2 separate regions of the Triticum aestivum genome follow, and region 2 is linked to region 1. Evidence: chromatin contacts called from public Hi-C data. All regions are on one chromosome and are shown on one strand. The core of a region is the stretch at or near the end of the contact, and the rest is flanking DNA. Distances in the headings are between cores, read along the strand shown.

Region 1 (4,797 bases), core at 296-2,795:
ATACCTTTGATTCTAATACACAACATATAACCACAAATCTATTTTAACAGTGAAGAAGTAATATATAGCCTGAATGACCAACTGGGCATGCTTTAACCTCTAAATTTAAACCCTAATAAATCTATCAATCTTCGAAAGTTAGCAATCTCACCTATCACAAAAGAGGGGATAAGAAGCCGCCGACCGAGGATGCAAGCCGTTCCTCAGATGGATCTGCTTCGGAGCCCGCGGCCAGCCACGCGCACAGCGGAGGCCAGCCTCCACTCGCCACCGTTCCGTCTCCAATCGACCCCAGAGTACCGCCATCTGCAACAGCCGAGCAGGCCAGGTCGCGGGGAGGTGGATTGATCAACTGATCGTGGTCCTCTTTTTCTAGAAAATATTGTGGTCTTTTTCGTGTGGAGTAAACAACAGCCGATAGACGGCTTGCTAGACCAGTAGCCGAATAGGCCTATAATCCCACGTCAATCATGTCCATCTAAGAGCAAGTACAATAGTGGGCTATAAGCCCGCTTACATAACACTTTTGCCTATGTGGAGGAGAGAGACAAGGAAAAAGTCATGGAGTGGGCTCTCATGCAAGAGCCAACCTCTATGCCTGCTCCTAGGTAAAGGCATTTAATGAGAGAAAAGAGATAGAAAGAAAGTGAAAAAAGGTTATGAATTTATAGCCAACCTTATAGCCAGCTCTATTGTATGAGTAATTAATAATACTAACTCTTGATGACATGTCATGTCTATATAGCCAGCACGCTGGCTATACTATTAACCATGCTCTAACCCATTTACTGAAGGAAAAGAAAGCCCATTACCTGATTACCCTACCACAACCAGCCCATCTGCCCGGGTAAAGCACGAGGCGTTGACGATTTTTCATAGTATAACGGGGCCATTGTACCTAGCGTGTAGCGAGAGAGCCCGGGCAAGTGCCCAGGGTCGCCGGGCGCTGGCTCCGCCACTAAATACTTCAGGGAAATACCACGACATAGTACAAGGCGTTGATGATTAGGGTGAAGTGAAAGGTTGGGACACCAGGAAGGCAGGAACGCTGGTGCTCAGGAGCCAAAGTGAGTTTCCGTAATCTACCTCCATGGTTACGAAACTGCAACGCAAGAATGCAGAAGAGCGAGCGCGGTACACTGGACGGCGGGATGGAGCTCAGCGTAGCCACGATGCCCATCCGACGGCGGAAACGGAATTGGCGGTTTGGTCGGCTCACCCGCACATGCTCCTTGCACGCCAGATTCCCGCCACCGCTGGAAACCCGACCCACGCAACAAATCGATCGTGTGGTGCTGGCCAACCCAGCTCATTTCCATGTGGGGCCACGGGAAAACGCTGGCCCAGAGTCAGCGAGCATTCGTTACATGATTTCCCATTATTGTCCACATGGGCAGGCGTGACGGGCGGTCTGGTCGGAAGCAGCCAGGCCGTACTGGTCGGTGGCTTTATTCCACAATATCACGCAAGTTGCTTGGATCTATCGTAGTTTACACACCCCACTTCGCCACTATGCTTGCGGTAGGCAATAAGCAAAGAGCCAAAGATCAGCCGTGGGATTAAAGAATAACATGTGCATGGCACTTGCCATTAACAAATATCGGGTACAGATCAAGAGGAACGACTTGCAGGTTGCATCTTGCAAGTCAACCGTCCATCTCCCTATAAAAGGCGGCACGGCGATGCCTCCGAGCCATCGCCCGGAGGTGATCGGACTGTACGTCTCTCTGCTCTAGAGAGCGGCTGTGGCCTCGGCCGGTTTCCCTTCTCGATCCCCGACTGTCTATCTCTATTTTACATCTTGGTTTCTTTTCTTTCTGTTAGATCCCTTGATCATCTTCTTCATTTCCTCCGTTGAACATCCTTGCACGATCAATCTTTTTATGATCAACTTGCTGGAAAACTTCTGCATGTTGTTTTAGTAGAATTTCCTTCTTGCCTAATATTGTTTGGCCGTGCGTACTCTCTCTCTCTCTCCTAGATTGGATATGGATGATGTTCTCGTCCACCGATCAGCAGGCGGCCACAACTTCCGCCGGAGGTCTGCCGGCGGAGGCGGCCGGAGGGTCGCCCCCATGAGCTTGCCACCGTTGCCTCCGAGCGCCTACGGTTTCTTCCCTTATTCCTCGGCTCCTCCGGGTCCATTTCTATACCCGCCGTATAACTTCTACTCGTGTGGCTCTCTCCCTCCCCTGCCGTTCAACCACCCCGGTCTCCCACCCCGCCCTCCGGCCACCAGGGCCAAACACGCCACGTTCCCATACCAGCCGTCGACTCTGCCGCCTCGTCCGGCCGCCGTCACCAAGGTCAAACAGACAACGGCGACCGGGATGACGGTGTCGGCGCCGAGGAAGATGCTGGAGGGCAAGAGCAAGAAGCCGAGGACACCGAGGTCCGCAGAGGAGCCTCCAAGGGCGCAGCGGAGGAAGCCGCTGCAGAGGGCGGCGCCGCTGCCGGCGACGTCGGCGGTCACGGAGGCGCTGGACGACCTGGAGCGCGAGGTGACACGGGGCTTCGTGGAGGACCTGCTGCACGCGCTCGCACCGCCGCCCAGCAGCCTGCCCCTGCCCACCTTCTCCCTCGTCAGGGCGGCCGCCACCAAGGTCCCGGCGCCATGCACGGTGTAGCTGGTCCTGGACACCTTCATCGACGTCGAGTCGACAACTGCCTCTGCCGGGTTCATTTTTATTTTATTTTATTTTATGTTCCTTTCTCCAAGTTTTTTTCTTTGGATGGAAGAAACGCCGCCATAAAAGGGATCGATCTAGTTTTAATTTTCGTTCCTTTTTTTTTCATTTTCTCCTGGGAGTTGTGAGGTCAATGTAAACCTGGGCAAAAGTCTAGGTTTGCATAGTATTGGTAGTTGAATTCTTGATGTATGAGGCATGCTTTTAATTGCCATGATATATGAAGATCAACATGTTCTTTTCTTTAACCTGGACCAAGAGGTCAACACGTACGTTTGTGTATATTTGTAAGCTGCTCCAAATTTATTTACAATCTCACTTACTATTCTAAGCTTGTGGACCAATATCATCACCATGCTTGTTGGAATTAACCACGACGTGTGGTACGTCCGGCTCTGACTTGGGTAAACATCGAGTTGTATCAGAGTGCTCTAACCAATGACCCAGCTGCCCCGTCTCAGAAACCCTAGACGGCCGCCATAGCTACACCCACTCCCCACCAGCCACACGTCCCCTACTCCGCATGTCGCTCCGACGGCGGGAGAGGGTGGAGATCCTGGATCTACATTGTAGCTCTGTAGTTAGATCTATTAGGGTTACAGTTTGGTTCTCTGATGGCTAAGGTAGTCCGAATAGTGACTTTGAATTGGATTGGAGCTCCGATGGTAGGATCACAATAGCGCCATCTCTTTTATCGTTTTTTATGGACGGTCTCCAAGCACCTTTGCTTCATCTCAATGGGACTAAAGCTTTTCATATGTTCAATGCATTCGTTAGCACCTAATCAGTTGTCATTATCACCAAAATCCACTTAGCGTATAGATGTTCTTTCAGGAAGCTTACCAATCTCTCGCATGAGCTTGTCCACATGGTCTCCAAGATCATGAAGGTGATCGTTGTACCCCTTTGACTTAAGGCATCCTTCTTCACATTTGCAATCTCAATGGCGTTGTGGGAGCATAAGCCAGAGATGGCCTTTTGAGCTTTAACCATGAGCTTGCTTGACCAAAGAAGCCTTGCCTTTCCTCCTATATGCGCTGTTAGGAACCTTCTCCTTATCAAAATTATCAAGCCTATGAGTCCATTTTTAGTGGCGGATGTCCTTGTAGAGAGGATTTGACACTTTAGAATCAATGAGGAGTTTAATGAATGGAGCATAGGGAAAACTCGGGCCTTGTTCAATGGAAGCAAGATGGATCTCGTTGTACACAAAGCCTATCACATCTATCTTCTCATCTGGGTATTGCATCCTCACCATAAGGTCAATAATGTAGTTCCTCAGCAAGTCAGCATGGCTCTATGTCCACTCTTGGGAACAAGTGATGTCAATACACATTTGTAGAGGAAATCAAACTTTCTCATCATATTGCAAGCCTTGCCAATGGTTGAGCCAGCATGTACCTTGAGGTAGAAGGGCATTGGAATTCTTTGAGGTTTCGGAGGGGCTACAATTTTTTTTTAAATAAAACTTCAACTTTATTAATTAGAAATAATTGTTACATCGTCCATAAGAAGAGGTACAATATCCTTCATCGGCTCCTCAAACCAATCCCTAGTGGCTGAAAATTTTGCTAACCTGGCTATTTCATAGGTTTCGGAGGGGCTACAATTAATCTTGAAGTACTCTCTCCGTTTTTATTTACTCCGCATATTAGCTTTGACTGAAGTCAAACTTTATAAAGTTTGATCAAGTTTGTAGAAAACAATATGAACATTTACAGTAACATATTCATATGATGTGAAAATATATGCAATGATGAATCCAATGATATATATTTGGTGATGTGTGTTAATATATTTTTCGACAAGCTTGTTGAAAGTATATAAAGTTTGACGTTAAACAAACCTAATATGCCGAGTAAATAAAAACGGAGGGAGTAACATTTTTCCAAGTGGTTAGATGATGAAAGGGCATCGTTTGGGTGGTACAAAAATGCCAGGACAAAGCTGCCAAGTGCAATTAAGTTACAGACCAAGATGTTACCATAGAGGTAACCTAAGTGAACCACAAGATGGGCCAAACAGCTCACTGACTTACAGCAGACTCATGTGCCGAGTTTATGATGAACTATCCAACTTCCTGAAAATATGTCTCTTTCCATGGAGTTGG
Region 2 (4,986 bases), core at 537-3,036, 200 kb before region 1:
CACACTGATTTTGGTACTCAGTGAGCACGGATAATTTTTTGGTCCTGTATCGAGTGTGAGTCCAAACCCTGAGTAGTATAAATATATAAGAAGATTGTGCATTGACTACCAAGCACTGGAAAATAACAATAATAAAAGAATAAAAAATTCTAGCTTTCATGTATTCAATCATGTTCATGGTTTGGGCAATCCACAATTTGGTTTTATGTTTGCTTGACAGGGAAATAATTCCTTCAAAAGAAAACAATGGAGCAAAGCCATTGAATTCTATTCCGGGGCAATCAAATTGAATGACACAAATGCGACATACTATTGCAATAGAGCAGCTGCTTATCTGGAACTTGGCCGGTATGCTTTCAATACCATTCCCTTTGAACACAATTGCCTGAAATCAGCACTATCAAGCTCATGCATTTTGAATCTTATGCAGTTTCAAGCAAGCTGAAGCGGATTGCGACCAAGCCTTGCTGTTGGATAAAAAGGTAAGTGGCTTTTTGTTAGTCACTTCTCCATGGTTACAAAATATCACTACCATCTTGTGCTGTTATTTATGGTGACATCAGAGATTCACATTTCTTCTCTATGCTGCTGTTGCCTCAGAATGTTAAAGCATACCTACGACGAGGTACCGCAAAAGAAAGTGTTTTGAATTACCAAGAAGCTCTGCAAGGTGTGGAAATTTTCTAGCATGCAATTATTTCTTACTAATATATCTGATTGAAACAGTGGGGTCTTTCATGATACTCTTGCTGGTCGCTAATAGCTCAGCACCCAGCAAAGCTGGTAAAGAGTTGAAGCCAGCGTAACTGGCAATTGTAGCCATCTAGGCTTAACATTGAGTTGACTGATTTCACTTTCTTTTCGAGGAAATAGTCAGGAATAGAATGATCTTATTATAGATGTTCTGGTAAAACTAGTTGGCAGCAATAGCATAGCTTATGTTTCTGTAATAGTGATATTCATTTTTCTCAATCTCATTGGTCTTGCCTTCCGTGTACAGATTTCAGGCATGCTTTAGCTTTGGAGCCGCAGAACAGAACAGCCCTTGCAGCAGAGAAAAGGCTACAGAAACACCTCAGGTGATTCGGGTGGCGGAGCTGGAAAACTGCAACCTTCAAATTTTGTGATCAAACTAGTCTGTAAAGGAAAGAGCCCTTCTGCTCCGTGAGGAGAATTGGTCGCAAGACACTGAACACTTGGCTTCTGTAGTGCCACCGGGTGTCGTTGTTCTCGTTTCATAAATTGAAATTTTTGGCATGAGTTCGTGAAGATATTGGCATCTTCTGAGTGCATCTGAAACAACTGGCAAGAAACATTCCAACTGTGTTTGGTTGAGGCTGTAAAACTTTTACATCCAATACGGCAACGTGTGATAGCGGTTTCTCAACACCTTGCATGAACTACAGTATGTACCAAGAAATTCTAAAACGACTGGCAATTCAACTCATGCCACTCTGCCCCCGTGGAAACGTGACCACAAGTGAAGGATAAGTCACTGAACACCAGACAGATATCCACGGTTCGGCGGTAAAAAACTGCCAGAAAAGAGCCACGAACGACTGAACCACGATCTCCCCCGTGGACAAACGCTCGACGCCAGACCGCCGGTTCACGCCAGTTGGCCGAAGCAAACTGCACCGACGAGTCGCCCGACGGCGACCTCCAGCTTGTCCCCTCCTTCCTCTGCGCGTCCGTATGTGTGAGCACGCTCGACCTGGGTCTGTGCAGTGGCTTGGATAAGCAAGCAAACGCCTTCGTTTCTTCCACCTCACAGATCACTTTCTTCTGGAGATCGGTCGAATGGAGACGACGCAGCAGCAGCGCCGGCACCAGCTCCGGACACCCATGGACCCGCTCGTGTCCCTCGCCGCCAGCTTCCTCTCGGCCTTCTCGCCGTCGTCCAGCGAGCAGGGCACCACCACCTCCACGATACTCCTCCTGCCGCTCCCGGTCGCCGCGGCGCGCGCGCTGTCCGTGCTCCGCCGGCTGGCGCTGCTCGCCACGCAGGCCTTCATCTCCCTCTTCTTCGCGTTCCTCTCCGCGCTCTCGCCCCCGCCCCCGCCGCCGCCCCCCTCGCTCGCGCCCTCGCTGCCGCCGCCGCTGCGCGGGGACCGCGCGGGCGCGGGGGCCACCGCCGCCGTGGCGTCCACCTGCGTGGAGCGCGCGCTCGGGCACGTGCTCTGGGTTGCGTCGCGGCTCCCCGTCGCCTCCCGCAAGCACGAGCTGGTGCGCGGGCTGGCGGAGCGGCTGCTCGACGAGAACAACGTGGGCGCGCGGGTCGCCGCAGTGACCCGCGCCGCGCTGGCCGGGGCGTTCGAGCGCACCCTGCGGCAGCTGGAGGCGTCGGCGGGCGGCGAGTGGGGCCCGCCCGGGATGGAGCTGGCCGTGCGCGCGGTCAGGTCCGGGGTGCGGTGGTGGAGGCCGACCGTCGCCGCGCTGGAAGGCAACGACGCGTTCGGCGGCCCCGCGGCCGAGAAGCTCGCCGCCGAGCTGCTGTGGCTCGGGCAGAAGATGGCCGAGTGCGGCGCGGCGCGCGAGGCCGCCGTGCAGTTCGGCGCCGCGTCGCGCCTCGGCAGCCGCGCGCTCGTCGCCGAGCCCACTCTCCAGGTCGCGCTGCTCCGGCTGGCTGGTACGTGTTACGGGCAAACCATTTCCTTCCTTCCTTGAGAAACTCCGAAGGGAAGAGAGAGTTTTTACGGTACCCTATACTGGTAACAGGGAGGAAGCGGTATATTAAAATCTGACCGCTGATTTCCTGAGGGTAGGATAGACATAAATTTTCTGTCATGGGAACCTTAGCGACGTCGTCGGTCAGCGGATATTGGCGATGGGAAACCAAGACGGCAAGCTCCGCCGCCATGTCCCACGACTCCTCCACAGTCTCCTTCGACCTCTGCTCTGGTTGCTGGACGGAGGTGCCCCCCGAGCCGTCGTCCTTGACCACGACCTCCTCCTCGAGCTCGTCTTATTCGTTCCCGTCGTTTTCATATACAGTAGCGTCGTCTCGCTGAAGCCGGCACCCTGTCCGCCATGGACGAGTCACTGGAGCTCGTCTCGCATGCACACACCCAGCCACGCGTGCGCCCGTTCGCGCTCCACGCTCGCAGCAACAGCCGTCGTGCATGCCCCGCAGCACCGCAGTAGCTGCTCGTTCGCTCCCGCCTCCCGCACGCAAGCAGCCCCGCAGCACCGCCGTAGCTGCTCGTTCGCTCCCGCCTCCCGCACGCAAGCAGCCCCGCAGTAGCTGCTCGTCCACTCCCGCCTCCCGCACGCAAGCAGCCCCGCAGTAGCTGCTCGTCCGCTCCCGCCTCCCGCACGCAAGCAGTCCCGCAGCCTCGGGTCGCCTCGCCACCGTCCGCGGACAGCGTGATCCGAGAGGGCAGGCCGGGGCAGCCCGCAGCCAGCCGCCATGGTCTCGCCTGCCTGGCATGGCCGGCCGCCGTCGTTGGCGAGCAGCGTGCGCCGGGAGGCATCGGATGTCCGGAAGGCGTAAAAGTCGGTTCGAAGGTGCTGCACCTTGCCGGCCCAGCCGGCCTTGTCACGGCGGACCAGTCCCCAGAGGGCGAGACGGCGGGCTGAAACTTTTTACTCCCAAAATGCCCTCGCGATTTGTATACTGGAGGACGGGAGAGAAGCGGTGCAAGCTATACCGCTTGCGATTCTATTGGCAAATTGGAGCAGTACAGATCGATCGTCACCATTAGATTTCAAGAATGGATGGCTAATATTTGACGCGGGGTACCATAAAAGAGCTCGAAGGGAAGAAGACGCACTCTCACGCACGCGGACGCCATTAACTGTCTGTGCAGTGTTCCTGTTCAGGCACGCCAACTCGGCGGAGTTCGAGCAGGAGGAGGGCAAGGCGGCGGTGGCGGAGCAGCGGATGGAGATGCTGCGGTCGTGGCTGCCGCTGCTCTGCCGCGGCAGCAACGGGACGGACGCGCCGGTGCTGAGCGGCAGGGAGAGGGCGGAGATGGTGACGGTGCTGGAGGAGCTGATCGAGAAGCTGCGGTGGGAGCAGCAGGAGGAGGCCCTGGCGCTGTGGCTGCACCACTTCGCCGCCTGCCCGGACACCGACTGGCCCAACCTCGAGCGCTGCTACACGCGATGGTACGCCGAGTCGCGCAAGCTCCTCGCCTGACCAGCAGCCAGCACGTACGCCGGAGCACTTTTGGCTGATGCTCACGTGTGTGCAACTCGATCGAGCAACTTACTAGTAGTTGTGTATGTAAGTTCAGTACAACAGAATGTGAAGTTCACAAGTTATGCTAGTGTAATCTGCATTTTTCTTTTTTTTGCATCTGGACTCTGTTCATAGCAGGCCTGAGCAAATTTGTAACCCTATTATCTTCAGAGAACCCAACAGATTTTCCCTCTTGCCTGAGCAGTAAACTGGACCAAAAGGACTGAAGAAATCGTCGTATCGACGCCGAACAAGTTCATAGAAATGCTGCATGGATACAAAGGAAAAGAACGAGGCCTTTTGCTCATTTGCTGAATCATCAGGAGCAGAAAAAACCCAAGCTCCTAATTCCAGCTTCCGCAATGTTGGGAACATGGGCAATACATATACAGTTCTAACACGTCAAACCTCTTTCCTAAAAAAAAAATGAGTTTGGGCAACAGCTATTCAGGACAAGGTTATAATGGCAACAATACTTGGGGAGAGAATTTCTTATTTGGCCCTTTCTTAAAATTTGCTTCTCTTTTTGGCCCTTTAAATTATTTTCTTCTCTTTTTGACACTTAAACTTCGTTTTGTGCCCTATGTGACCCTTTCATCCATTTTTCCATCGAATGATATTAAATGGCACATGCAATGACAATCTTGCCCTTGATGGTAGTATGTCACCAGAAAAGAGAAGAGAAGGGGACATGAACGAACAGAAAAAAACGGGGAGGGGGGAGGGATCTGTGTTGGGAGTTTTTTTTTAGGGAAAAAAAAATCTGTGTTGGAAGTTAAAACACAACATAACCTCCTGTACGT

Evidence for each region. A called contact is a pair of places that touch in the nucleus more often than the background predicts.
Region 2: a Hi-C map of leaf shows a contact between it and region 1, with 4 times the contacts expected there. The contact joins the promoter of LOC123145593 here to the promoter of LOC123141841 in region 1. A contact is called at or near these places in 2 of 5 Hi-C or Micro-C datasets (leaf and root).

What each region holds. Positions count from the first base shown.
Region 1 is chr6D:429,992,015-429,996,811 of IWGSC CS RefSeq v2.1, reverse strand. LOC123141841 reads left to right here and starts at 1,545. Exons shown (of 1, transcript XM_044560906.1): 1 at 1,545-2,935. The coding sequence starts at 1,989. The coding sequence ends at 2,627.
Region 2 is chr6D:430,192,546-430,197,531 of IWGSC CS RefSeq v2.1, reverse strand. It overlaps LOC123145593, which reads left to right and starts at 1,786. Exons shown (of 2, transcript XM_044565057.1): 1 at 1,786-2,629; 2 at 3,810-4,393. The coding sequence starts at 1,801. The coding sequence ends at 4,141. LOC123145592 (outer envelope protein 64, mitochondrial) reads left to right here. Exons shown (of 13, transcript XM_044565056.1): 10 at 221-348; 11 at 431-482; 12 at 601-670; 13 at 1,001-1,269. The coding sequence ends at 1,083.